Linked DNA regions of Mus musculus: regions 1, 2, 3, 5, 6 and 7 are each linked to region 4. A link is a contact called in public HiCAR-type, HiChIP or PLAC-seq and promoter capture Hi-C data. All regions are on one chromosome and are shown on one strand. The core of a region is the stretch at or near the end of the contact, and the rest is flanking DNA. Distances in the headings are between cores, read along the strand shown. Region 1 has its middle 14 kb from the start of Gm38615. Region 2 holds the start of Tmem248 (transmembrane protein 248). Region 3 holds the start of Ran (RAN, member RAS oncogene family). Region 4 holds the start of Mmp17 (matrix metallopeptidase 17). Region 5 holds the start of Sbds (SBDS ribosome maturation factor). Region 6 holds the start of Rabgef1 (RAB guanine nucleotide exchange factor (GEF) 1). Region 7 overlaps Stx2 (syntaxin 2).

Region 1 (3,218 bases), core at 686-3,185, 530 kb before region 4:
TGTGCATGCTGGCGCTTGCACGCACACGCGCACACACCCACACCTACAGAAAGCACATACACATGTGTATACACACAGGTAGTGAAGTTTTTAGTTTCTTTAAAAAACACAGAAGTATTATGGGAATATGTTTTTGTTTTAATCCTAGGTATGGGGCTGCTTCAGATTGCCCATAGCACCTGACTGTGATTTGCCTCGTGCTCTAGCAGGGGCATGATTTTGCCAGTGGCAGATAGTTACTGTGACTGTGTGATGTTGAGAATTCTGGGGACCTTTGAGAGGAATTATTAAATGCTAGGGGCTGTTGTTGCTGTTGCTGTTGGTTGGTGGATGTTGGTCACAGTTTGTTAAGTAGCCGTGAGCAAAGAAGAAACAACAGGAAGAAATGAGATATTCTGACAGCAAAGATCGAACTGGCCCCAAGGAACTGGACGCCCCAATCAGCAGGAAGTAGTCTAAGAATAAGGTCACCTATTTCCTTTCTATCCTTTTTTTTCTCTCCTATGAGGTGTTAGGGGGTTGAGAGGGTGGAAGAAAAGGGGTGGAGAAGGGTAGAAGAAAGAAGAACCCACAAAGTAGCCAAAGATTGACTACACACACATGCATATATAACACACAGGTGCATATAACACACATGTGCATATAACATACATTCACATACGTACACAAAGTACAGTCTGTAGAGTGTGGTCTGTTTCCAAGGGCTCTTATTCTTCCCCCTTTGTCTTATTAGCATATTTAGTTTAATTGCATAAAATAATAGGTTTCGTGACATTCTCATGTGGGAACATAGTCTATGTTGATTATACTCAAACACCAGGGCCTGATTATCCACTGGCTTTTTGTTGTTGTTGTTGTTGTTTCATAGAATTAAAGTATCTGTTATGTACTGTTAGGTTTTTTTCCTTCCTTCTTCCCTCCTCCCTTTTCCTGTCTCCTTTTCTCTGCTCCTTTCTCTTCTCTTCCTTTGTTGTACTTCTGGCGACTGAACCTACGGTTTTAGGCATGCTTGCTAAGTTATATTCAACCACCCAGCCACAGACCAAGTTCTGTTTAGAGTTTTATTTTGCTTCCTTCCATGAAACCCGAGCAAACAACACAACAACAGTGGATTGGACCAGGACCGTGAGATTCAATGGAGCGTGGTGGATGTAAAACCCCTGACCTTTTACAACGAGGTGGGGGCTGGAGAGATGGTTCAGTGGGTAAAGAAAGCACTTGCTGCACAACCAGAGGAGCCTGAATTCACCCCACAAACCATGTAAAAATGCAGACAAGACAGGCTGGTCTGTAATTCCCCTTCTACAGTAAGTTGGGAGGTGGGGACAGGACAGTTTTTGGAAGTACACAGACCAGCTCACCTGGTATACTGGGTGGAAAAACAACAAAGAGGTTCAATCCCTCCCTTTGCCCTCCCCTCTCCCTCCTTCTTTTCTTTCTTCCTCTCTCTCTCTCTCTCTCTCTCTCTCTCTCTCTCTCTCTCTCTTACTTTCTTGTTTTTTGAGACAGGGTTTCTCTATGTAGCCTTGGCTTCCTTGAACTTGCTCTGTAGACCAGGCTGACCCCAAACCCACAGATATTTGCCTGCCTCTGCCTCCCATTTCCCCAATTTTGGAGTTTTAGCCAGTAGTTTCTGAGCTCCTTGCCCGCTCTCAGCACAGACTCCTGGGCAGTAGATAATAACCGAGATGTCTGCTGGCTTTTACGCTACACGACGACCATCATCTTGACTTCCCTAGGATCTCTGCCCAGTTTGTACCAAATGATACTGTGACAAAGGTGAACTGGGGACTCAGTACTTTGGAAACAGGGAGGCAAATTGAAAACCATGTGAAATTCCTCATCCCAAATCCTTCCATCTGTGAACATCGATCTGTTTCTTCACTAGTCACCAAGCATCCCGTTGCCACGGTTACCGTGAGGCAGCCATCTGGATAAAGAATGATGCTGTAACTCAGCACCCTTTCCTGTTGGAATGCTGAGCCCTGGGCACCGTGATGCCAGCTCTTTAGATTTCTTGAAGGAATGTCAGAACTTATGTTAATAAAAACGGCCATGGCACTAAGAATGATAAACGGTGTTCCCTGTTCCCCAGTCTAACAGAAAAAGTTTCTCTCCTGGGTCATTTTGTTGACAAATGCTTTTTTTGTTTTTGTTTTTGTTTTTGTTTTTGTTTTTGTTTTTGTTTTTGTTTTTAGAGACAGGGTTTCTCTGTATAGCCCTGGCTATCCTGAACTAGCTCTGTAGACCAGGCTGGTCTCTCACTCACAGAGATCTGCCTGCTTCTTTCTCCCAGTACTGAGATTACCACCTGTTTTTTGTTTTTGTTTTTGTTTCTGTTTCTGTTTGTTTCATTATTTTTTACTGTGTTTTTTTAAAAAAAGATTTATTTATTATTATATGTAAGTACACTGTAATTGTCTTCAGACACACCAGAGGAAGGTGTCAGATCTCATTATGGTTGTTTGTGAGCCACCATGTGGTTGCTGGGATTTGAACTCAGGACCTTTGAAAGAGCAGTCAGTGCTCTTAACCACTGAGCCATTTCTTCACCCCCCCCTTTTTTAAAGATATATTTCATTTTATGTATATGAGTACACTGTAGCTGTCTTCAGATATACCAGAAGAGGGCATCAGACCCCGTTACAGATGGTTGTGAGCCACCATGTTGGGGATTGAACTCAGGACCTCTGGAATAGCAGTCAGTACTCTTAACCGCTGAGCTATCTCTCCAGTCCTCGTTTTGTTTTTTAAAGAAGTTTTCTAACTATGTTAGCTTAGCTGGCGTGGAACTTGCTGTGTAGACCAGGCTAGCCTCAAACTCATAAAAATCCTTCTGCCTCTGCCTCTGCCTTCTGGGTGCATGTACCACCACACCCCACTAACATTATTTATTTTTTACATCTGCAGTTTCCCCTCCCTCTTCTCCTCCCAGTCCCCTCCCTTCATCCATGCCTCCTCCATTTCCCTTCAGAAAAGGGCAGACCCCTCATGGCTAGCAACCAGCCATGACATGTCAAGTTGCAGTAAGACCAGGCATCTCCTCTCCTGTTAAGGCTGGATGAGGCAATCCGGTAGGAGAAAAGGGTCCCAAAAGCAGGCAACAAAGCTAGAGACAACCTGATCCCACTGGTAGGAGTCCCACAAGAAGACCAAGCTACACAGCTGTAACACGTGTGCAGAAGGCCTAGGTTAGTTCCATAAAGACTCCCTGGTTG
Region 2 (3,586 bases), core at 206-2,705, 640 kb after region 4:
CTTCTCCAGCCTCCTAGGTTTAAGGCCTTCCTTATCTGAGTTCTGCTTGATGTCATAGACATCGATTTGATCACGTTTTACTGTGTATTTCTGCCTTTCTACCTGCTCCTTGCACTTATTCAAAACCAAAAGCATAGCAGTGGTAGCTCATTGTCTGGAATGAGAGCACACACATGCTGTGCACACACAGACATACACATGCAGATGTCTTCTATACGATTTCCCTGGAACTATTTGGCTTTGAGGTTCTGGAGGAGACAAGCATCAGAGTTCCACTTACACATTCTATGGGAAGCCATCATCCATTCTGGGTGAGGACTTTCCAGTGTAGTTGCTTTGAGGTCACTCACCCTGCTGGCAGTAACCTCTTGCCTATGCTCTGTAAGTAAGCCAGATACATTTACTGGCATTCCAGGGGGAACTTTGGTTTGTCACCGAGACCTTAGGAAAAGGGGATAAACATCGCATAGTCTTTACCTAAGGAGAAAATTCTCACAAATGTTCTCATGTCTCATGGCACACCTTTAATCCCAGCACTTATGGATCTTTGAGTTTGAGACCAGCTTGGGTCACATAGTGAGTTTTAAGTCAGCCAGGGATGGATTGAAAGACCTTATCTCTTTTGTTTGTTGGTTGGTTTGGTTTTTTTTTTTTTTTTCAAGACAGGCTTTGTTTAGCCCCAGCTTCCTGGAACTCATTCTGCAGACCAGGCTGGCCTCAAATGCAAAGATCTATCTGCCTCTGACTCTTGAATGCTGGGATCAAAGGACAACCTTCCCACTGCCCAGCAACCGTGTCTTTAAAGAACAACAAAAAAAGTCAAGACCAGACAAATGGATAAGTGTAACTGATCTCCTGGGTTTTCAATAATCATGTACAAAGGTCAGTATTAATGTGGTTAGAGGAATTTAAAAAGGATAATATTTTGCTGCTTCTAAGGTCAGCTAGGTCCTTGGGGACTGAGACATGGCTTGAAATGAATTGTCCTGTTGTCCAGAAACGCGACAGATTCCCATCCAGTGGATCCTAGAGTCCCGTCTACAGAGAGGAGGGTGGTATTAGTGTGCTCAAACACCATGACTAAGGTAGTTGGCTCCTCATTGGGCTCCAGAGAGAACAGGAAGCCAGCTCTTGCCATCCACGAGACCCCTGTGTCAAAACAAAAAATTCCAACAAAAATAAACGAAAATCGTGTCCTCTTTACTATCTCACGCCATACACACCAAGACCTGCAGAAGCACTTCGGGACGGAACCGAGCAAGCTCACGGCAGTTCGCGAATGCGAGTGATAAATTTCAGGCAGCTCCGTGTATGCTTTTCCCATTTGCAAAACGAAGACAGTCTGCTTCTCCTCCTAACCCCGACCCCACCCGCCGCTCGCCCCGGAGCAATTCTGTCCCTTCCGCGCCGCCGTCGCGCGCGGGCGGGGTCAGAGGTCACGGCGGCGTTAGTGGTGACGTGGTTTTCTGCCTTCACCCGGAAAGCCCGGCGTTCGCAGCGCGCGGAGCCGGCGTCCCGTTGGCGCGCTCTGGCCTGGCTTCGGGTCGTCGCTTCGGCCCCGAGGAGCCGCTCGCTGTCTCCGGAGCGGCGGAGAGGATGGTGCGGGGCAGCCCGGGGCCCGCCGCGCGCCGCCGCGAGTGAACAGGGCCAGGCCGCGGGCGTCCGCGGGCTCGAGCCGCCAGTCTGCGGGGCGGTGAGTAGGAGACGGGGTCGTAATCGCGGGCGCATGGGCCGGGACCGGGGACCCTGAACCCGGGGCCCACGGCGTGCTGGGCGGATCGGTGCGCAGGCTCTCCCAGCCACCCCAGCTCCGTTCACTCCTCTATTAGCTGACCCGGTCCTGTTCCATCCTCCCGAGGCCTGCGGAGTCCTGCTCCCTCAGTCAAGGCTTGTATAGGTCGGCTGAATAAGGCTGCGTGGACCTACTAGCATCCTTTGCAAGTTTTAGAAAAAAAAATGATTGTTTTGGAAAATTATTTACATGATGTGTTTGTATTATCTTGTCTGCGCACGTGAGCGCAAATACCCACCGACTCCAGAAGAGGGCGTTGTGTCCTTAGACCCAGAGTTACACTCCATTGGTAGCTGCCTGATGATGGGGTTGCTGAGAACTTAACTCTGGTCCTCAGGAATAGCAGGTATTCTTAACCCCGTAGCCATCTTTCCAACTTCTCTGTGTGTGTGTGTGTGTGTGTGTGTGTGTGTGTGTGTGTGTGTGTGTGACAGAGAGAGAGAGAGAGAGAGAGAGAGAGAGAGAGTGAGAGTGAGAGAGTGAGTGTGAGTGTGTGTGTGTGTTCAGTTTTAGATTTGTGACTTGACTTTGGGTTGTCAAAAATGTATCCAAAAGAGGGTTTAATGCAGCCTTAACTGGCTAGGATTTCCCTATGTAGACAAGACCCACCTTCAACACCGATCTTCCCGATTCAGACTCCGTAGTTCAGAGATATAGGCGTGGGCCACACTGCCAAGGTTTCACAGTGTAATAACGGTATTGTTTTGGTTTTAATCTGAATCCTGGAGTCTGGGGTCTCCTGCAGCCTTAGATAGTCCAAACCCACGACTCAGTCGAGGCTGACCTTGATTCTCTTAGACTCCCTAGTGCTGCCGTTGGCAGGTGTGCACTGCCATGCCGGTTAAGCCCGGCTAAAACATAATTTTTTTTTTTTTTTAAAGACAGGTCCACTGTGTAGTTCAGGCTGGCCTCCAACTCTCTGTGTAGCTTGAAGTTGTGATCCTCCTGCCTCAGCCTCATATTGGGGTGTTGTTAGCTGTGTGGTACCAGGCCCTGTTCACAGAGTAGTGGTAGCCTGGTGGCAAGGCTAGTCAATACTGGGACAGGGGGGTGATTTCTTACCTGTCCCATAGTTGTATAATACAACAAATCACGGGAGGATTTCCACATACTGTAAGACACACAGCTTTAGTTCTGATGCAGAGAATCCAGAGCTGTGAGTTTAACATAATGGAAATAACCTGAAGCCATGTCACAGTTCTGGAACTCGTATTTTCCCAGGCTTCTGTCGTTGCCTTGTCTGAACATTCTCAGGAGCCCATGGTTTTAAAGCTTCGTGTTTCCTTTTGACCCTTCTTCCCTCTCTCATCTAGTGCTCTCCTCTTTACACACGAGCATTAGAGAAAACTGGGCCTGATTTGGGGGTGGGGTGGAGTGGTCGGGGATACAGAGCACAGTGCAAGGGTGGTGGACCTACAGGATGGTTTTTGTCAGTATGGGAAGTCTGTAGAATTCTAATTATGGGCCAGACCTAGTGGCACACGCCTGTGATCCCAGATCCTTGTGAGCTGCCACTGGAGCTGCCACCAGCCCAACCCAGGTGCCCTGGAAGATTAACTGAGCCTTCTTTCTATCCCCACAGAACTTTAGTTAGACAGCTAAAGTGTTTATTGAAGACGGTGTCTCCGATGATGTAGTTGGTGTGTTCGAGGCATGTGGAATTGATTGGTGGGAAGCCCTCTTGCTGGGCCTGGTGTTGTGTGATAGCACAGTGAGTTAAATGAGAGTCCTCTGCCACTTACATGTCTGCTTGTATCATTGTACATTACCTAAGCTGTATGCTGACACGGAGAC
Region 3 (3,352 bases), core at 196-2,695, 560 kb before region 4:
ATCCCTTCCGCAACAGCAACTTTCCCCCCAAGGCTGTACAAATAGCCTGTCTATAGCTGTCTCCCGACCAACACCCACACCCCCAGTACTCATACATGTTAAGTTTTAAAGTTCAGGCTAAGAATAGGTTTGCAGTTCACGTTGGATGGCAAAGAAAATGCTGTAAACCAGGCAGCAGTGGGCAGTCCAGACAGTGCTTGCAGGGAGAGCTGCGCCTATGCCCGCTTGAGTGTATTCTCTTGTTTCCCTCGGCTTCTTAGGATGAGGTTCTTTGTAAGTTCTAAGCGTGGGCCAGTTAGTAACACAAACCAGGCCACCAGATGATGCGGTTCGGCAGGCTGGTTGCCAGGACAAGTAAGTTCATGATAAGTTTTCTCGGGGAGAGGGTCACTGGTGATGTCACCACCCAGCACCAGGTGCTACATTGTATCAACAATCTACCAAACTGGAACTAGGCGGGTTGACCGTTTTTCTCCTAAACTCTGTTTGATCTCCACCTCCTGTTATATCCTCTATTGAATACAGCTCACAGCATAGCCCCTTGTAGCCGACTTGTTACATATACTCCAAAATATAGTAACTTTGTATTTATATAAATATGTAACTGACGTTCCATTAAACATACTATGTTAACGTTATGTTATAGTTTTTGTGCACACTTTCCCACCTGTCTTCTACCTAAGTTGCCCAGGCTAGCCTTGGAACCCTAAGGCCTGTGCTGGCTCCTTTTAGATTGCATAGTACAAAGTAACAGCAGGGCCCCCAAGCTCTGGTCATCAGAGATACATTTTCCATTTCCCCAGCAGCATCTGTATTTGCTGGTCAATTGCTGCTCAGGAGGGAGCCAGGGTAGGGTATCTTCTGCGAGACAGATTACTCAGACCACGCAACAGAGGAAGGGCCCTGGGATGCTGAACGCCTGGACTAACTGCATCCGGTCCCATCCTCCCAGGAAGGCCAGGCCGTGTCCATGCCGGGCACGCATGGCTGACGCAAGCCGGGCCTCGGGCGCGCGCACCCTCATTCATTCCCTCCATTCATTCTGCAGACGGCGGCCGCGCACACTTAGCGATCGCCCGCCCGCGAGATCCCCGGTGCCTGTGGACACAGGACTTGGGGACGAAGGTCGGGCGGTGCCCGCTGAGCGGCAGCGAGCGACCGAGAAGCAGCACCCGCCTTTCCCGCCCACGAGGCCCCTGGCTAGGCCGCCGCCCGCGTAACGCGCGGCCTCCCGCAGCCAGCGCATGCGCGTGGCAGCCCGCGCTCAGCGCCGGCTCCCGCGGGCCCTTCACGGTCCGCGTGCGTGCGCGTCCCCGCTCGGCCGGCCCACGTGACCCGCCGCCCCTCTCCCGCCCTGGGCGCTCCGAGGGCCCCCGGCCGAGTCGGACGGCTCCAGCGGACGTGCGCGTGCACGCGCGCCGCGTGGTTGGGCGCGGCGCCGTTGCTCCGCCCTCTCCCGGCTCCTCCCCCCCTCCGCGCGCCGGCGTCCGCTGCGTCTCCGGCATTTGAATCGCGCTTCCGCCATCTTTCCAGCTCCAGTCGGACAGGCGCGGAGACTCTTCTGGAAGGTAGCGTCGAGGCCGGGAGGGTGCGGGCGCGGGCGCGGGCGGTGACCGGAGGGTTTGGGTGTCCTTCGGGTGGGCGCGGGGCGGCGCTGGCGACGAGGCGAGGCGAGGCGGACGGGCAGCGCCCTGGGCTTTTTCAGCCCGCTTCCCTTCCCCCCACCGTCTCACGCCGCGTCCCCGCCTTCCCGCGCGCTCTTCCCGGCCGCGGCCTTTGTGGGGCGCACGTGCCGCAGCCGCTCTCTCTCCCCGCAGGATCCGCCGCGATGGCCGCCCAGGGAGAGCCGCAGGTCCAGTTCAAGGTGCGTGTGCGGCCGCACGGGGGCCCTCGGAGGGCGAGCGAGCGGGGAGGTCGGGAGGGGACGGCATGGCGGGGACCGCTCACGCCGCCGCCTCGTCTCTTGAATCTAGCTCGTCCTGGTGGGCGACGGCGGCACCGGGAAGACAACCTTCGTGAAGCGCCACTTGACGGGCGAGTTTGAGAAGAAGTATGTAGGTAGGTGCGGCCGGGGGTGCTTCACGGCAGCGAGGCCTCCGGGGGAAGGCGGCGGGCAGTGCACGGCTGACCCCTTCTGCCGCCCTGTTCCCCGCAGCCACCCTGGGCGTGGAGGTGCACCCGCTCGTCTTCCATACCAACAGAGGACCCATCAAGTTCAACGTGTGGGACACGGCCGGCCAGGAGAAGTTCGGGGGCCTGCGCGATGGCTACTACATCCAAGGTGAGGGGGGCCTTGCGGAAGTGGGCCCAGGCCCTCGGACATGTGCTTGGGGTATGAGCCGGAGAGCCAGCCGTTGCCGGGTGACTAAGGAGAGGGGACAGAAATCTCTTGGAGGGAGGCGACCTGGTTGGAGTGGATAGGAGATTTTTTTTTTCTTTTATAAGAATCGTCCGTGGTGTCGTTTGATCATATGCTGTGTCATGCTAGGCATTGATTTGGGGCAAACTGTGTGGCTTCAGAACTTAGTAGGAGACTAAGCTATTGGGAAAGCTCCCGGGTCACTTTTTGGTTTTCGAAACTTGAATTAAGGGCTACACGCAGTAGCTTACCCGTGATTATTCCCATCATTAAAATAAGTAGTGAGCATTTGCCCCAAGATACTAAACCTCTAGCCCCTCCTGGAGCCAGGCCCTCTCTCACACGTGAAACCTGCCGCCTCATGGAAACTGTACTTTTACTTTTCTCCTTGAAAGTAATCGAAAAAGCTTAGTGGGGAAAGAGTCTGTTGGTGTTTAAAGACGAATGAATATCCTTGTGATCTTACTAGCATGATGAGAAAATTCGTTCTTTGGCTTCTTCGCATGTAAAGGCAAAGGGGTGTTTATAACCGGGGTTAACTTTTTAACCAAAAAAATGGGGATGCTCACGTGCTTCCTCTTAAACTGTATCCTCACCATCCCTGCAGGGTAGGTTATAGAAACCTGGGCTCAGATTTTAGAAGACTGGTGTTTGAACTTTGATGAACTTTGATGGGCCAGCAGTTGGTAGTTAGTGATTAGGTGCCTTGAGGAGAAGAAGGTAGTTGATAGAGTGAATTGGTCTTGACTTTTGGAGTTTTCATTTGAAGAGGAATTGGAGTCAGTGTGCCATGTTTTACCATCTAACTTTTTAGTGGGGGACAGGGAGGACTTTTGAATGGAGTGGGTTGATGGGTGATCCAGAGTCAGGCCCAAGATGATGACTGAGTCCTGCAGTAGACTAAGACACTCTACTGTCTCCAATGTTTTTCAGCCCAGTGTGCCATTATAATGTTTGATGTAACCTCAAGAGTTACTTACAAGAATGTACCTA
Region 4 (3,330 bases), core at 637-3,136:
AAGAGTATATCTGTAGTGTCAAGTAGACATTTACCAAACTATAGGAGACCTGGAAGAAACTCCCAGAGCCAGATAGGCAAAGGCAGGGCACCTTGGGAGGAGGTACCAGTTAGAATTGGCAGAGTCAAGGGGACAAGGGTCTGGAGCCAGAGCCCCTAGAGCCACCCATTCCTGAACCAGTTCTTTTGTCCCCAATTTGCTCCACATTTCTCTGAGATTTCCTTTCCACATAGGGACATCATTTAGGAGAGGCCCAGAGACCTCAGAACAGATAGAAGATGGGGCCACCCGAGCTTTGAAGCTGATCTCAGAGGGCCTACGAATGCAATACGTTTCTCTCTTCTTGTCTAACAGGAGAGCATCGATCTTCTCCCTAGGGACCGAACCGACCTTCCTTCTAATGCAGCATGAACTAATGTCATGCATTAATATTGTAAACCTGACGGGCTGTAGGATCTCCTAGGAAACAAGTCTCCCAGCACACCTGTGAGAGATTATCTAGATTAGGTTAGCCTCTGGACACGCCTCGAAGGGATTATCCAGATTAGGTTAATTGAGATAGGAAGACCCATTTTTAACTAACTGTGGGCAGTACTGTTCCACGGGTTGATAGGGAGTTTGTTCCACATAGCTAAACACCCGGGAGATGCTACTGTCTTGTGGCTGCGCACTCTCTGTCTCTAGGGCTTTCTCGTGTCAAGGTCCTAACCCCCGCCCTCCCACCCCCCAACCCACGGACCCATCTCAAGCTGGTGCAGAATCTAATCTTCTCCCCAAACCACCCAGACCCCCGAGAGCAACAGGGTATGGATAGACACCAGCTGGGAGTTGAGGGAGGGAACTTTGCCTTCAAAGCAGGGAGTCACCCACCCTCTCCTTTAGAGGCATCATCTAAACCTCAGTGTCCGCGTGCAAACAATAAATAGACTGTAATCCTAACGACACCGAGGGACTAGAGAAACCCGCGGGGAAGGGGCTGGAGACCCAGCCGCTGGGGCGGGGGCTTGGGGTGGGAGGGCGCTGGTTTTGAACTCTGTCCCTTGGCCCAGCCAGTTTCCACATTGTCACTCCACATTGTCTCCTACTTAGGTATTATTTTCTCTGGACCTCAGTTTCTTTGTGTACAAATTGGGAACTATGGTTTCCACTTCTTACGGGTTGCGAGAAAGAAAATTTCATCTGTAAAGTGCTGAGCGGGTGCCAGATCCCAGCTAATGTTTGCTATTCATAGCCTCCCGGCTCACGGAGATAGAACGGGTCCAGCCCGCCGGAAGCATGGGGGGTTCACTCCCCGCCCCTCAAAACAAAGTCTCTTTTTTCACACCTGATGCAGACCCTCAGCAGCAGAGGCTAGATGCTCCCTGGCGGACTAAGGGGAAAAGGTGCTCTGTGCCCAAGGCTCCATACAGGACTCAGGTGTGCTCTCGGCCTAGTCTCCCGTCCTAAGCCCCTACTCCCGCCCACGCTCACCCATCCCATCCCACCCCATGCCCCCGCTCCCTCCTACGCTCTCTTGTATCACACTAATCCCCTCCCCCACCTCCGATCTCTCAGAATCGGGGTGCTTACTCCCACTCGCCCCAAGACTCTGTGGCCCGCGGGCTCCCCCGTGTGCCCATCACGCGCGCTGCAGCGGTCTTTAGGTCCTAAGTGACCTGAAACTAAACCAAGGGTTCTAGCAGGCGACCAGGGGGCGCGTCCAGAGGACGGCAGAGAACTCTAGGACACTCGCAGCCCGATCCGCCGGCTCCCTGTCTGCAGCAGTGCTCCAGCCTTCGGGGTGGGCAAAGCTTCTGTGCCATTACCGGGTCCCGCCCGCGCGGGGGCCCCTTTAAGGGAGTGGGCGGGGCGATGTTTATTAGCATACATTAGCATGGCCCTGCCCCGGAGGCGGGCGGGCGCGCGGCTCAGTCCCGCGGAGCGGAGCGGTGCGGGCGCGGAGCCGAGCGAGGCGCGGAGCTGGCTGCTGGCGGGTGCGGGGACCCTCGCCACCCGACCTGGGAGAGCGGGATGGGACGCCGCCCGCGGGGACCTGGGTCCCCCCGGGGACCTGGCCCTCCACGCCCCGGGCCGGGGCTGCCACCACTGCTGCTTGTACTGGCGCTGGCGGCCCATGGGGGCTGCGCAGCGCCCGCGCCCCGCGCGGAGGACCTCAGCCTCGGGGTGGTGAGTGAACGACAGGGGCACGGGACCCTGGGCACTCGGGAGCCGAGTCCCCAGGCGCTCACGAGGTGCAAGGGAGAAGGGAGACTCGCCCTTGCTCCTTTCGGAGAGGTGCGCGAATCCCGGTGAGGCGGGGGTGTGGGGGGGAACCCATTTTTAAGACAGAGAAACTGAGGCTGGGGCTCGGGCTGCTCGAGGCTCACGCTTGCAGGTCTAGGAGGATGCCGGTCCCTTTCCCGCTCCGTGCAGTCGTGCGCCGCAGCCGCGGGCGCCCCGGGGAGGTGGTCGCCCAGCCGGAGCCTGGTCTCTGGTTAAAAGCAGCTCCACAGAGACCTCTGGCGGGGTGACCGGTGTCACAGACGCCCGGAGCGGTGCGCCCCGCGAGCTTCGCGGCCGGAGTGGGAGGTCAGGGGCGCGCACCCCAGGCCGGGGACGCGCCTGTGGGCGTCCGGAAAACCTGGGGTTCCCGAGTTTGCCCCGCTGACGATGTTAGAAGAGCCTCCCGCACGGCGAGCGTGCCGCGACCCCGTCTCCCTCCTCCACCGGAGCGATCGGCCTTGTCCCGCCGGTGCGGGTGACAACCTCTGCTGTGTCAAGCCCGCTGCCGTCCCCATCCCGCCAACTCCCACTGCCAGAGCTTAGCTAGGCACTCCAGCTTGGGGACCCGGGTACCGGCTTCTTCCCACCTCTTGCCCACCCTCCTGACTGAAGTCGGGTTTGGAAACCCGCAGGAGACCCGGAAGGTTTCGATCAGACTTTATGGCTCCGCAGGCCCGCGAAGCCCTCTGCAAAGGCGCGCGCGGTGACTAGAGCCCGCTTTCGAGGAGGAGGAGGAGGCCCCGGCCTGGGTTCCTTAGATCTGGAGACCCGGCCAGGCGCGGCTTCCTGATTGGCACAAGCCAGCCAATATCCTAATGGGGTCCTGGCAGAGTCCGCTTTCCACGGGCGGTTGGCAACGAGGACTCCTACACCTCAGGTCTAGGCAAGGTGTCATGGAGATTTCCTGCTGGAGGAGACACTGGGGCGGGAGCAACCTCCAGTTTGGCAACATTTGCCCCTGGATCTGAGAGGGGCAGACTCTGCCACCCCCCAGGCATCTGAGGTGGCAGCGACCCATGCTTTCTCTGCCCACTTGCAGATGTCTGAGGGTCCCCTGAGGTGGCTTCT
Region 5 (3,529 bases), core at 768-3,267, 670 kb after region 4:
GTACTCATTTTAGTATTTGTAGGCTTAGCTTCCCAATTATTATTTCAGAAACATGACCATAGTAAGTTTCTTTTCTTTGTGATAGTATCTGGAGTAGTGGATTCCGGTCCTAATCACTGCATGCTATTATAATGGATGTGGGTGAGGTGGCATGTCCCTGGAGGAATCAGAAGTTCCATGCCAGCATGGCTATCCCCTGAGTTTGATGTCAGCTTGGGCTACAGAGTGAGATTCTGTCTCAAAAAAATAGCAACAGACAAATACCATACAGACCTCCCCAAATTGCCCAACAATATAAACTGGAGGTGGGAGGGACCCAACAAATGCTAAAACAACAAAAACTCATCAAGAAAAACAGTAAACACAGTGGTCCAGATGTTGCCTACCATCGTGAGATTTTGTTACATTGCACCTGGCAGGACCTACCTGCTTGCAGATTTCAGTCTGGTCGTCTGTCCCAAATGCACTGATGAGGTCTTCCTTCTTGGCAACCTGACCTTTGGAAACATTTACAAACACTGAATGGGTCTGCAGAACTTCATCAAGGTCTTTTTCCCTTGAAAGGGCAGGAGAGAAAGTCCTATGTGAATCCACTGGATAGTAGAAAATCCACTCACATTTAAACACAAGATAGCAACAAGAGAAATGGCAAGTGCTGCAAGCTGGGTGTGATGTGCACATCTGTAACTCACCATTTAGGAGGCAGAGGCAGGGAAATTGGGAGTTTGAGGCCAGTCTCAAAAAAAAAAAAAAAAAAAACCAAACAAAACAAAAAAAAACAAAACAAAAACCCTAAAGAAAAAAAAAAAGAGAAATCTCACACACACACACACCACACTCTCTCTCTGGTGGCTACCTGCGAAGGACAGTATCTGGATTCTCCCACTTCACCACAGAGGGAAAAACTACATCATTGTTTTATGTAAGGAAACTCAGGGTGTGGTGGGGAGTGGTGTTTCTTCTGTCCTGGAATATCTGTCCCTAGATGGCAGTAGCGAAGACACTACTACGCACTTTGGGAAACTGGGGATTCTGAGGTGTGACGTTTTAATTTCAGGATTTGTAGGTGTAAGATTAGCTTCCCGATTGTTATCCCTGGAAAATGACCATAATGTTTCTCTTCTTGGAGATAGCATTTGGAATGTTGGATTCCTGTCTTTTTTTGTTTTGGTTTGGTTTTTTTTCGAGACAGGGTTTCTCTTTGTAGTCCTGTCTGTCCTGGAACTCACTCGGTAGACCAGGCTGGCCCTGAACTCAGAAATCCGCCTGCCTCTGCCTCCCAAGTGCTGGGATTAAAGATGTGCGCCACCACCGCCCGGCCGGATTTAAACATTTAATCCAAGAGGCTACTGCAATTTCGGGTCCTCTTGACCGCAGCTTTGTTTTATTAGTACAGGGTCGGTCACGGTCTCTCTCACACACACATACACATACACACACACACACGTTCCAGGCTGGCCTGGAAATCGCAGCAATCCTCCTGCCTCAGTTTCCTGGGCGCTGGGATTACAGGCCTAAACCATCGGTCCCACCCGGCTCTGATGGCGTTTGTAGTTGGCAGTTTTTATGATACTAACAAAATCCCAAAGCAGAACCCAATCCGAATCGGGTAAACCAGGCCTGAAAGGTACCGATGGGTCGCAGGAGCCGGGGTTAGGGAGGCCAGGCCGCCGAACTCTGGGCACAGGATTACTCACACGCCACTCCGCCAGCCGACGACCTTGTTTTTATAGCAGGCGATTTCGAAGCGCTTCCCTCCCCGCTTCATCCGCACCACGGCCACATTGGTCAGTCGGATCTGGTTGGTGGGGGTGAAGATCGACATGGTGGCTGTTCACAGATCTCGAGCTCGAGGGGACGCCAAGTGCTCGGCTGAAACGACCCTGCGGCGCGCGAACCCTTAACGCCCAAGGAGTGCGCGGCTCTTCCGGAACCTACCAGGGAAGAAGCTACCGCACGCCCGATTGCCCTACTGCACATGCGTCAAGTGGCGCACTAGCCAGGCAGCCGATAAGAAAGCAACCACGCCTGCGCGCCGTGACTTTTTACGCCCTCTAGTTCCACCCTCAAAGGAAGGCGGGTCGTTCTGTGATGACGTCATTTACAGGCGCCAGTTACGCCTACCTATTATGGGTGAGTAATGTTTATTATCTGGGTGGAAACATGATATTTTGGTTGAATAGTTCTGCAGAGTTCAGAGGCTGCGCTCATTTTAAATTTAAAAAAAAATTTTTTTTGATTTATTTATTATATGTAAGTACACTGTAGCTGTCCTCAGATACTCCAGAAAAGGCATCAGATTTCGTTACGGATGGTTGTGAGCCACCATGTGGTTGTTGGGATTTGAACTCGGGACCTTAGGAAGAGCAGTCGGCGCTCTTAACCACTGAGCCATCTCGCCAGCCCTATTTTTTTTTTTTTAAGATTTACTTTTTAAAAGATTTATTTATTTATTTTATGTATATGAATACACGGTAGCTGTCTTCAAACGCACCAGAAGAGGGCATCAGATCCTATTACAGATGGTTGTGAGCTACCATGTGGTCCTGGGAATTGAACTCAGGACCTTTGGAAGAGCAGTCAGTGATATATATACACACATATATGTGTGTATATGTACACACATATATACACACACACATATATATATCTTTTTTTTTTTTTTTTTGAGACAGGGTTTCTCTGTGTAGCCCTGGCTGTTCTGGGACTCACTCTGTAGACCAGGCTGGCCTCGAACTCAGAAATCCGCCTGCCTCTGCCTCTCGAGTGCTGGGATTAAAATCGTGCGCCACCACGCCCGGCTATAACTTTTAAAAGAAGTAAATAAAAACTCTCTTGGCTTAGTCACCTATGCACATGGGAGTCAGAGGCAGGCTAATTGCGTTGTAAATTCGAAGCCATTTTGTTTTATATAGGCGAGTTACAGGCCATCCAGAGCTACACAGTGAGACTCTTTCTCCAAATAGTAGCTATCCTGAATCTCGTGATCATTTTGTTTCAGCCTCAAGAGCGCTGAAATACAGGTCTGTGTCATCAAGCTGAATTCCTTTTTTCCATTTATTGACTGATTGATTGAGGCAAGGTCTCTTTATAGCCCTGGCATACGTAGTCCTGGAGCTCACTACGCGGCGGAACAAGCTGTCCATTAACTAGGAACTCCCAGAGATCCGTCTGCCTGTGCCTCTGGAGTGCTAGGATTAATGGTCAGTCAGCAGCATGCCAGGTTGTCATTTATTTCTTGATAGTACTGCCCTCTGTCCTGCCCTTTCCCCTTCTGAGCCGAAGCGAGAAATAACAGTGGAGCAGGAAGCTCGCTTGCTTTTGCATCTCCCGCTCTGGACCGCGTTTCCCACAGGCCCGCCCCTTTCCACTCTGAGCCAATCCGAGAAGTACAGGAAGTGCTCTAGCATCTTTCCCAGGTTTAGAAGTGATGGCTTCTCTCTGGTCCCGCCTCTTTTCTATTTGAGCCTATCAGAGAGGAAGTTAGAGCTTCCGCTAGCTCCTTTTTTTTTTTTTTTTTTTCCTTCTG
Region 6 (3,618 bases), core at 740-3,239, 590 kb after region 4:
TTAATTTTTAGGTCTCAGCTATACCCCAATTTTTTTTTTTTTTAATTCTGATGATTGAACCTAGGTCCTCCAGAAGAAAGAGCTAGCCTTCTGTAGGTAGGAAAGGAAAAGGGCTCAGGGTGGAACTGCCCATAGTTCACACATATTTCTGTGAAAATATGTATCTATGTTTTAAATGAATGCTAAGAGTTCAAGCAGCGAGGCCAAGAACACCAGGGATGAGAAACAAAGATGTCTGCAATCCGGTTTGAGATAACCTGATGAAGCAAGCTCCCGGGCAGTTGGCACCAACCTGACTGTCCAGCTATCTTTCACTGATGCCAAAAGCTTTCCCCCCTTCAGTAGTAAATGTACAGGAGAGGCTTCCTCATGTTTCCTTACATTATGATTATTGTGTGTGGATGCCATGATACTTACATGGAGGTGAGTGGGCATCTTTGTTAGTTGGGTCTCTCCTTCTACTTTTTGTTGAAACCATTTATTTATTTTACGTACATTGGTATTTTGACTGCATGTGTGTCTGTGTGAGGGTATTGGATCCTCTGCAACTGGAGTTGCAGACAGTTGTGAGCTGCCATGTGGGTGCTGGGAATCGAACCCAGCTCCTCTGAAAGAGCAACCACCGTTCTTAACCACTGAGTCATCTCTCCATCCCCTCCTTCTTTTTTTTGTCAGGTCAGTTCCAGGATTTGGATTTAGGTTGTCAAGCCTGAATGGGAAACCTTTTACACACTGAAACATCTCTCTGGCCCTCTTTACTTGTAATCCTCTTTCATAAAACTCGCTTTCACCTCATTTGTCTGTGTCTTTCTTTAATCTTCATAGACCTTAAACATCCAACTTGGAGCCACTTCCCTAGGCCAACCTGACCCTGTCTGGCACCCTACAGCCTTGTGCCAAGCACAGCTGGGTCATGAAAGATCCTTTTATTCTCACAACTCCTGCATCATCATGTGCTCTCATTATAAAGCTATACCCCACAACCTTCCTTATATTTGCCCAGGCCAAGAACACTAGAGATGGGAACTCCTGAACTTCCTGTCTCCACCTAGCCAGGCTGGGATCACAGCCTAGTTGCTATTGGACCAATTTCCTTAAGATTCTCCTAAATTGAATCAGTTTCAAGTCCTGCTCTTAAAAAGAGCAAGCCAGGAGTGTTCATTTCTGTGGGCCATCTGCCCAGGTGACCAGGTTCTTTCTATGGACGAGTGCCCAGGAGTGAAAAACAAAATAGCAGAGTCAGAAAAGGTGAAAACAGGCATTTATTGAGACAGGGGTTAAAAAAAAAATTCTGCTGGGAACAGTGTTTTGTTTTTGTTTTTTGTTTTTTCCAGAGCTGAGAGCCAGTCTCACGGACTCTGGGTTGCTCATTTGTAGGGTTCATTCTGAATTCTCTCCTCCCCTATCCTATAACTTCATCTCCTCCACCCCGACGGTTCTTGGCCCAGGGAGATAACAAAAGCTAGTGAGGTGGCATGTCAACTGTCCAGTGGGAGCGTTATCTATCTTTACAGACAGGCAGTCATGTGCTAAACTTTTCCCTCTCGATCTTTTTCCTGACTATCTATTCCCTGCTAACTGCTCACTAGGGGAAAGGTGTGTTTGTATTTCCTTCTGGCGGCCGCATTCGCTAAGCGCTGGGAGATGTCTCCTGGTCCCAGACTTTGATGTCCCGTTTCGTGTATGGCTGTCCTCGGGGCTCCTTGTCGCCCTCAGGCTAATGCAAGCAGAAGCTGGTAGACGGAATGAGGAATGACAGGGGAAACCGCGGCTTCTCGCGAGTCACAGACACGTCAGCGAGGGCCTCACGGTCACTCGGTGTCCCCTGCCCTCAGGGACTGCCCCTTCGGGTGGACAGCCTCCGGAGCGTTGCAATCTTTTCCGGCCAGCCGCCAGCCAGTCCCCGGAAGTCCGAAGCGTCACGGAAATGACGCCACGCGTACGCACCGCGCGCGTGCTCGCGGTGCCGGGGGCGGGGCGTGCGGGGGCAGGGGCGGGGCAGGGAGCCGAGTGACTGAAGGGGCGCTGGGAGCGGCGGTCGGACGCCGGCGGAGCCGCGGAGCAGGTTCGGAGGGACGGGGGCTCCGGAGGCGCGTTCCCACACGGAGCGGGGCGGCGGCGGCGGTGTCCGGCCGCGCGCTGACCGGGGCCGCTCCGTTCCGCCTCTCAGCCGGGAGGGCGGGCGGGCGCATAGGGCCAGGCCGCCGGAGCTCTGCTGCTGCTCTCGGCCTCTCCAGCTCGGCCGAGTTCTTCCCAGCTCGGCGGGACTCGGGCTCCCGGGAGGACACGCTCCCCGGTCGTCGGCTGCCGCTCCGATCCTGTCCGAGTCCGGAGTTGTGGTTGCAGCCGGGCGGGTCCCATCCGGAGCCCGCGTGGGTCCCGGGGCTGGTGCGGCTGCTGTGGCGCGGGGTTTTGAATACTCGTCCCAGGTGCTAGAGGCCAAGGTTATGGGTGTCTCTGAATGAGAAGTCCTGAAGCTGAGGCAGGAGGATTGCCGCGAGTTTTGAGGTCAGCCCTCTGCCACTGAGGAAGACCCTTTTATGGAAAATAATAATAAAGGCAGTCCCTGATTCCGAGCTGTCTGGAAGGGAGAGCCAAGGGGATGTCCTTCCATCCCTTCGCGGAAGTTGGCTCCATAGAGGGAAGCGCCTTGGAGACTAGGTCATTGGCAGCTGGCTGTGTCTCAGAGCTGATGACCAACCTCTGTGGTTGGGAAATGTGTTGCTGGATGTGGTAGGCTCGGTCTGTCTGTGGAGTTTAGATGTGACACTGGCATAAGTTTTACAGCGTCACCTAGTTTTGTGGTAAGAGCCCCTATGGTCCCCCCACCCCCTGCCACCTCCTGGAAGTTAACTGTTGGGTCTTTTAACCTACAAACCTAGAATTACTTTTCAAAGGAAGACCCAATTAGTCACCCACTTCTGACATCCCAGTATTTGGAAATTGAGTCAGGAACAACAGTCTTGGGAGTTTTGACGTCAACGGGGCTATGTAGTGAGTTTGAGGCCAGCCTATACTACAGAGTAATATTCGATCCTCCCGCCCACCAGAGTCGCAGTTAAAAGAAAGAAGAGGCTAAAATAAAATGGTCTTGTCAAGCTTGTTACTGGGCGGTGGTGGCGGTGGCTCACACCTTTAATACCAGAATGCTGGAGGCAGAGACAGATCTCTATGAGTTTGAACAGGCCTGGTCTACAGAGTGAGTTCCAGGACAGTCCAGGCTACATAGACTGTTTTGGGGGGAGAAGAAGCTTGCTTGTTACTTGGTGATGACTGACTTTAAGGTTTACACATGTTAGATAGGGGCTGTTTAACTGAGCTACAGTCCCAGTTTCTATTCAGCCTCTGAGAGTTACTGTTTGGGGGGATTATTTATTTATTTTGATTTGTGTGTTTATTTTGGGGGACAGGGTCTCGCAATACAGCTTTGGCTGTGTAGATCAGGCGATCAGGCAAGACTCTGAACTTGGAGCATTCCGCCTGCCTAGGCCTCTCAAGTGGTGAGATTGCGGGTGTGGACCACTGCCTTGCCTGTCTTTTCTTTTGGTATGTGTGTTCACAGTGTGTGCATGTGGAGGCCAGAGGTTAGCAAATGTTAGCTATTTTCCTTGGTGTCAT
Region 7 (3,392 bases), core at 81-2,580, 580 kb before region 4:
CCCAGGTGTCACAAAGGCCGAAGAGCGACTCAGGGCCCCAGCTCCTCAGCTCACGGGACACCAAGTGCAGGGGAGGAGCCATGCTCCACAGCCTGCAACCATCCAATAGTGCAGCTTCTACCTGGTGACAGAAACATGGGCTGGAAAAAAGGGGGCAGCCGGGGGAGTCAATGAAGGCCAGATCCCCACGGCAGGTGCTGCCATCTACACCAGAGTCAGGGCCATTCGAAACAGATTGTTCTCCATGAAGAGATTACTACACACACACACACACACACACACACACACACACACACACACACAGAGTCATCCTGGGGACTGACGCAGGGCTCTGAGCATGCTCGGTATCTTCTCTGAACACTGGGCTACATCACTATCCCTGTAATGTTTATACTTTCTGTAAAGATTAAAAATGCTACTGGGGGTAGAGGCTGGAGAGATGGCTCAGTGGTAAGGGCGCCGGCTGCTCTTCCAGTGGTCCTAAATGTAGTTCCCTGCACCCACAGGGTGGCTCTTAACTTCTAAAACTCTAGCCTCATGGGACCTGATACCCTCTTCTGGTGTGCAGCATACATGCAGGAAAAATAAAACAAATTTTTAAAAAATAACACATGAAAATAATAAGCTGCTACCAGGTTTGGTGGCCCGCCCCTGTAATCCCAGCCCTTAGGAGACAGAGGCAGAATGGTTAGAAGTTCCAGATCAGCTCCATTACAGAGTGAGTTCAAGGCCAGCTTGGGAAACAGGAGACCTTATCCAAAAACAAACAAAAACTTTGAGTGCATGGTAACTTCCAAGATATGTCGGCGCATGCATACTTTCTAAGAGGGCGATGACCACCGCGCACTGTGTTTAATAATAATAAACACCCTGACAAGGAGAGAGGGGTTGAGGAAGACAGAATCAATAACAGTGGGGGAGAAGAAGGCATTTCAGACAAGGGCTAGAATGGGGCTACTTGTTCGAAACAGCCTAAGGCGGGATCCAAGACAACAGGAGTAGGCACTTCCGAAGCTCCCTGCATGGCCTTGGGTCAGGAGAGTTGCCCAGCTGCTGCCTCTGAGGCCTGCCTGGAACCTTGAGAGCACAGGATGCAGGAGGGATGCTGGTCCTGACTGGGCAGCCTCTCTTCCGGGCTGCCCAAGCCTCTGGCAGCACAGACAAGTCTCAGTTAGCCAGAAGCAGTTTTTGTGGACAGCTATACGTGGCCCCTCGAAGATGGTCTCTATCTAAGTCCTATTGCTGAGCCCTGCCTGCCAGGAGGCGCAGGGGAGGGACCTGCTGAGCTCTATCCTCCAGGGCAGCCAGCGCCATGAGTCAGCACGATCAGGCCTCCTTTCCGGCAGCCAAGCCCAGCAAGGCATCTTAGGAACCTCCATTGCTTGGGGGCCTTTACCAGCCTTTACCCTGCAGGCCTGACACACAGAGGTGTTCCTTTACTGCCCACTACTACCCAGGAAACCTTGCAGACAAGATATCACTGCAGTTCTCAGCTAAGAAAAATCTGCAAATTTAAGAAGCATGGTCAAAGTTGGAGTGTGGTGCATATTTACTTACTTATTTACTCATTCATTCATTCACTTTTTTTTTTTTTTAATTCCTAGCACTCAGGATACAGAAGCTGGGGAATCACTGTGAGTTCGAGGTCAGCATGATCTACATAGTGAGTTCCAGGCCAGTCAGAGTTACACAACAGAAAGACTGTGCCAAGAAGAAGAAAAAATAAAAAGCCACTGGTTCCACACAGGACCCTCACTAAGGCCCAATCAGCTCTTCCCAAACCATATCCCCTCTCCTCTAGTGCTGATTATTTGGATAAGACAGCTGGTTAGTTACAGCTGGAGTGCTGCTCTAAAACACACACAGGAGTGTGAGAGCAACCTTTGTCACCAGGGACATAACACAGCCACGACCAGCTTAATGAAAAATGGGTATCACCTAAAAGGTTATCTTCTATATTCATGAAGCATAGCGCAGCGTGCGCGCACACACACACACACACACACACACAGGGATGCCCCTTCTGTGTGACTTCCCCCAAGAAGCCTACCCGCTGCTCTCCAGATGCCTGGAATGACGGGCAGTGCTGAAGAATTACAGGCTGTCCCAACAGCCCTCAGCAAGGGAACCACATGTGGAATAGGGGCACTGCCATGCCTTGTTAGGGTGGCTCACTCCAGGGGTTGGGGATGGTGTGTGTGTGAGGACAAGCTAAAATCATCAAGCTGACTCGGTCAGCAAGGAAGACAGCAGGCAGCTGAGAACAAAGCAGAGGTTGGCCCAGGGAGCTCTGTATCCTTGGGGATGGAGTGTCAAAGATGGGTATCTCAGAATCTAGGAGCTGCAAGGAGAAATCCAGGCTTTCAGAGATGCTGACACCCTGATTTCACACCTGAAGTCTCAAATTGCCTTAGGAAACTGGAGCAGGAGGATCTCCAGTTTGAAGCCAGCAAGCTAGACCATAAGTACTTAGGAGGCAGAGAGAGGTGGATCTCTGTGAGTTCAAGGCCAGCCTGGTCTACAGAGCAAGTTCAAGGGCAGCAAGAGCTACACAGAGAGGCCCCAAAAAACAACCAAATACACAAACCAAACAAACTTGAAGCTACTCTGTACAACACATCGAGGTAGGCGGATTCCGAGTTTGAGGCTAAACTGGGCTTCAGAGTAAACTCTAAGCCTGGGATATACAGCAAGTCAAAGATAATGCAAAGTAGGAAGGAGAGAGGGGGGAGGGGGAGGGGAGGGTCACGGTGGGGTGAGACTGTGAGCACCTCAAGAACTCCGTTTCTGGCAATCTTCTCTGAGCACGAGCCATGGCCTGAAACGTGCCCAGAGTCTCGAGGGTACACTGCCTTGAGGCAGACGTTCAAGAAAGGGTGATGACAGAATCAGGGGGCACAGGGAGAGAAAACAAACGGCAGCTCCATGCAGGCTGCTGGGACAGAAGGTGGCCACTGCCAGGGCCACTGAGAGAAGCCAGACAGAGACTTCCTGGTGGGGAAGTTGTGAGCGAGCGAGGCAGAGAGAGAGGCAATCCGCAGGGCTGCAGGGCTGCAGAGGCCCGGGGTAGCTGTCAGGAAGCAGGCTCATCCCGCAGCCAAGAGGACGAGAGGAAGTCCAGCAATGGCAGATGCTCTCAGGCAGTAGAGGTCAGATATATCTTGAGCAAAAACAGGAAATAATTGGTCTATGGAAAAATCCAAACTCTTATACATGACCTGATCCATTCTGATTTACTGACGTCCTAAAAGGCAACTCATAGCTCCTCCTCAGTCTTCCGCCCTCGACCACGGGACACCACTGCACGTAGCCAACTCAAATCTGTCTCCAGGGCCGCATCTAGCTCTGGCCTGGGACTCTTATCTGTGCTTGTGCGTTCCAGAGGTCGGAGA

What was found. Promoter capture Hi-C pulls out the DNA fragments that hold promoters and counts their contacts. HiCAR-type assays count read pairs that join an accessible place to other places. HiChIP or PLAC-seq counts read pairs in DNA pulled down with a chosen protein or histone mark. Capture Hi-C pulls out chosen DNA fragments and counts their contacts.
Region 1: an H3K4me3 HiChIP or PLAC-seq map of forebrain shows a contact between it and region 4, with 13 times the contacts expected there. The contact joins the enhancer-like site here to the promoter of Mmp17 in region 4. A contact is called at or near these places in 7 of 39 promoter capture datasets (the HPC-7 cell line, cranial neural crest, embryonic stem cells and 4 more), 1 of 15 datasets of contacts at CTCF or cohesin (embryonic stem cells), 50 of 484 Hi-C or Micro-C datasets (B cells, the CH12 cell line, the G1E-ER4 cell line and 27 more), 18 of 115 datasets of contacts at active chromatin or transcription factors (T-cell acute lymphoblastic leukemia, craniofacial prominence, embryonic basal ganglia and 12 more) and 1 of 9 other capture datasets (adipose tissue).
Region 2: a promoter capture Hi-C map of pre-B cells shows a contact between it and region 4. The contact joins the promoter of Tmem248 here to the promoter of Mmp17 in region 4. A contact is called at or near these places in 1 of 39 promoter capture datasets (pre-B cells) and 2 of 9 other capture datasets (adipose tissue and liver).
Region 3: a contact with region 4 is called in a promoter capture Hi-C map of pre-B cells. The contact joins the promoter of Ran here to the promoter of Mmp17 in region 4. A contact is called at or near these places in 15 of 39 promoter capture datasets (the 3T3-L1 cell line, 3T3-L1-derived adipocytes, the HPC-7 cell line and 11 more), 1 of 15 datasets of contacts at CTCF or cohesin (large pre-B cells), 17 of 484 Hi-C or Micro-C datasets (CD4 T cells, CD8 T cells, LSK cells and 13 more), 35 of 115 datasets of contacts at active chromatin or transcription factors (the 230-238 cell line, T-cell acute lymphoblastic leukemia, VIP interneurons and 21 more) and 4 of 9 other capture datasets (adipose tissue, embryonic stem cells, liver and 1 more).
Region 5: a promoter capture Hi-C map of liver shows a contact between it and region 4, with 4 times the contacts expected there. The contact joins the promoter of Sbds here to the promoter of Mmp17 in region 4. A contact is called at or near these places in 3 of 484 Hi-C or Micro-C datasets (CD4 T cells, muscle stem cells and regulatory T cells), 1 of 115 datasets of contacts at active chromatin or transcription factors (memory CD8 T cells) and 2 of 9 other capture datasets (adipose tissue and liver).
Region 6: a contact with region 4 is called in a promoter capture Hi-C map of pre-B cells, with 4 times the contacts expected there. The contact joins the promoter of Rabgef1 here to the promoter of Mmp17 in region 4. A contact is called at or near these places in 1 of 39 promoter capture datasets (pre-B cells) and 3 of 484 Hi-C or Micro-C datasets (CD4 T cells, pre-B cells and regulatory T cells).
Region 7: a contact with region 4 is called in a HiCAR-type map of embryonic stem cells, with 4 times the contacts expected there. The contact joins the enhancer-like site here to the promoter of Mmp17 in region 4. A contact is called at or near these places in 9 of 39 promoter capture datasets (the HPC-7 cell line, cranial neural crest, embryonic stem cells and 4 more), 1 of 15 datasets of contacts at CTCF or cohesin (large pre-B cells), 11 of 484 Hi-C or Micro-C datasets (CD8 T cells, Sertoli cells, bone marrow-derived macrophages and 6 more), 13 of 115 datasets of contacts at active chromatin or transcription factors (T-cell acute lymphoblastic leukemia, bone marrow-derived macrophages, embryonic basal ganglia and 8 more) and 4 of 9 other capture datasets (adipose tissue, embryonic stem cells, liver and 1 more).

The regions. Positions count from the first base shown.
Region 1 is chr5:129,047,661-129,050,878 of GRCm38.p6, forward strand. No RefSeq gene overlaps it. Among named protein-coding and RNA genes, the nearest start is that of Gm38615, 14 kb to the right of the region's middle. Within about 2 kb of position 1,936, at least 12 of the 459 cell types and tissues checked have an H3K27ac peak or open chromatin away from gene starts, as enhancers often do. A contact at or near this core is called in forebrain and motor cortex, where this site is marked.
Region 2 is chr5:130,220,880-130,224,465 of GRCm38.p6, forward strand. It overlaps Tmem248 (transmembrane protein 248), which reads left to right and starts at 1,456. Exons shown (of 7, transcript NM_027854.1): 1 at 1,456-1,693. It overlaps Gm6598 (a long non-coding RNA gene), which reads right to left and starts at 2,987. Exons shown (of 2, transcript XR_377119.4): 1 at 2,855-2,987; 2 at 839-1,149.
Region 3 is chr5:129,018,711-129,022,062 of GRCm38.p6, forward strand. Ran (RAN, member RAS oncogene family) reads left to right here and starts at 1,446. Exons shown (of 7, transcript NM_009391.3): 1 at 1,446-1,568; 2 at 1,818-1,864; 3 at 1,974-2,058; 4 at 2,156-2,281; 5 at 3,293-3,352. The coding sequence starts at 1,829.
Region 4 is chr5:129,582,283-129,585,612 of GRCm38.p6, forward strand. It overlaps Mmp17 (matrix metallopeptidase 17), which reads left to right and starts at 1,887. Exons shown (of 10, transcript NM_011846.5): 1 at 1,887-2,166. The coding sequence starts at 2,011.
Region 5 is chr5:130,253,513-130,257,041 of GRCm38.p6, forward strand. It overlaps Sbds (SBDS ribosome maturation factor), which reads right to left and starts at 2,018. Exons shown (of 5, transcript NM_023248.2): 1 at 1,698-2,018; 2 at 427-556. The coding sequence starts at 1,825. Tyw1 (tRNA-yW synthesizing protein 1 homolog (S. cerevisiae)) reads left to right here and starts at 3,525. Exons shown (of 16, transcript NM_001015876.2): 1 at 3,525-3,529.
Region 6 is chr5:130,169,830-130,173,447 of GRCm38.p6, forward strand. It overlaps Rabgef1 (RAB guanine nucleotide exchange factor (GEF) 1), which reads left to right and starts at 1,990. Exons shown (of 9, transcript NM_001199059.1): 1 at 1,990-2,065.
Region 7 is chr5:128,999,606-129,002,997 of GRCm38.p6, forward strand. The region is part of intron 1 of Stx2 (syntaxin 2); the gene reads right to left. Among named protein-coding and RNA genes, the nearest start is that of Stx2, 7.3 kb to the right of the region's middle. Within about 2 kb of position 1,331, at least 99 of the 459 cell types and tissues checked have an H3K27ac peak or open chromatin away from gene starts, as enhancers often do. A contact at or near this core is called in the HPC-7 cell line, adipose tissue, bone marrow-derived macrophages and 2 more, where this site is marked.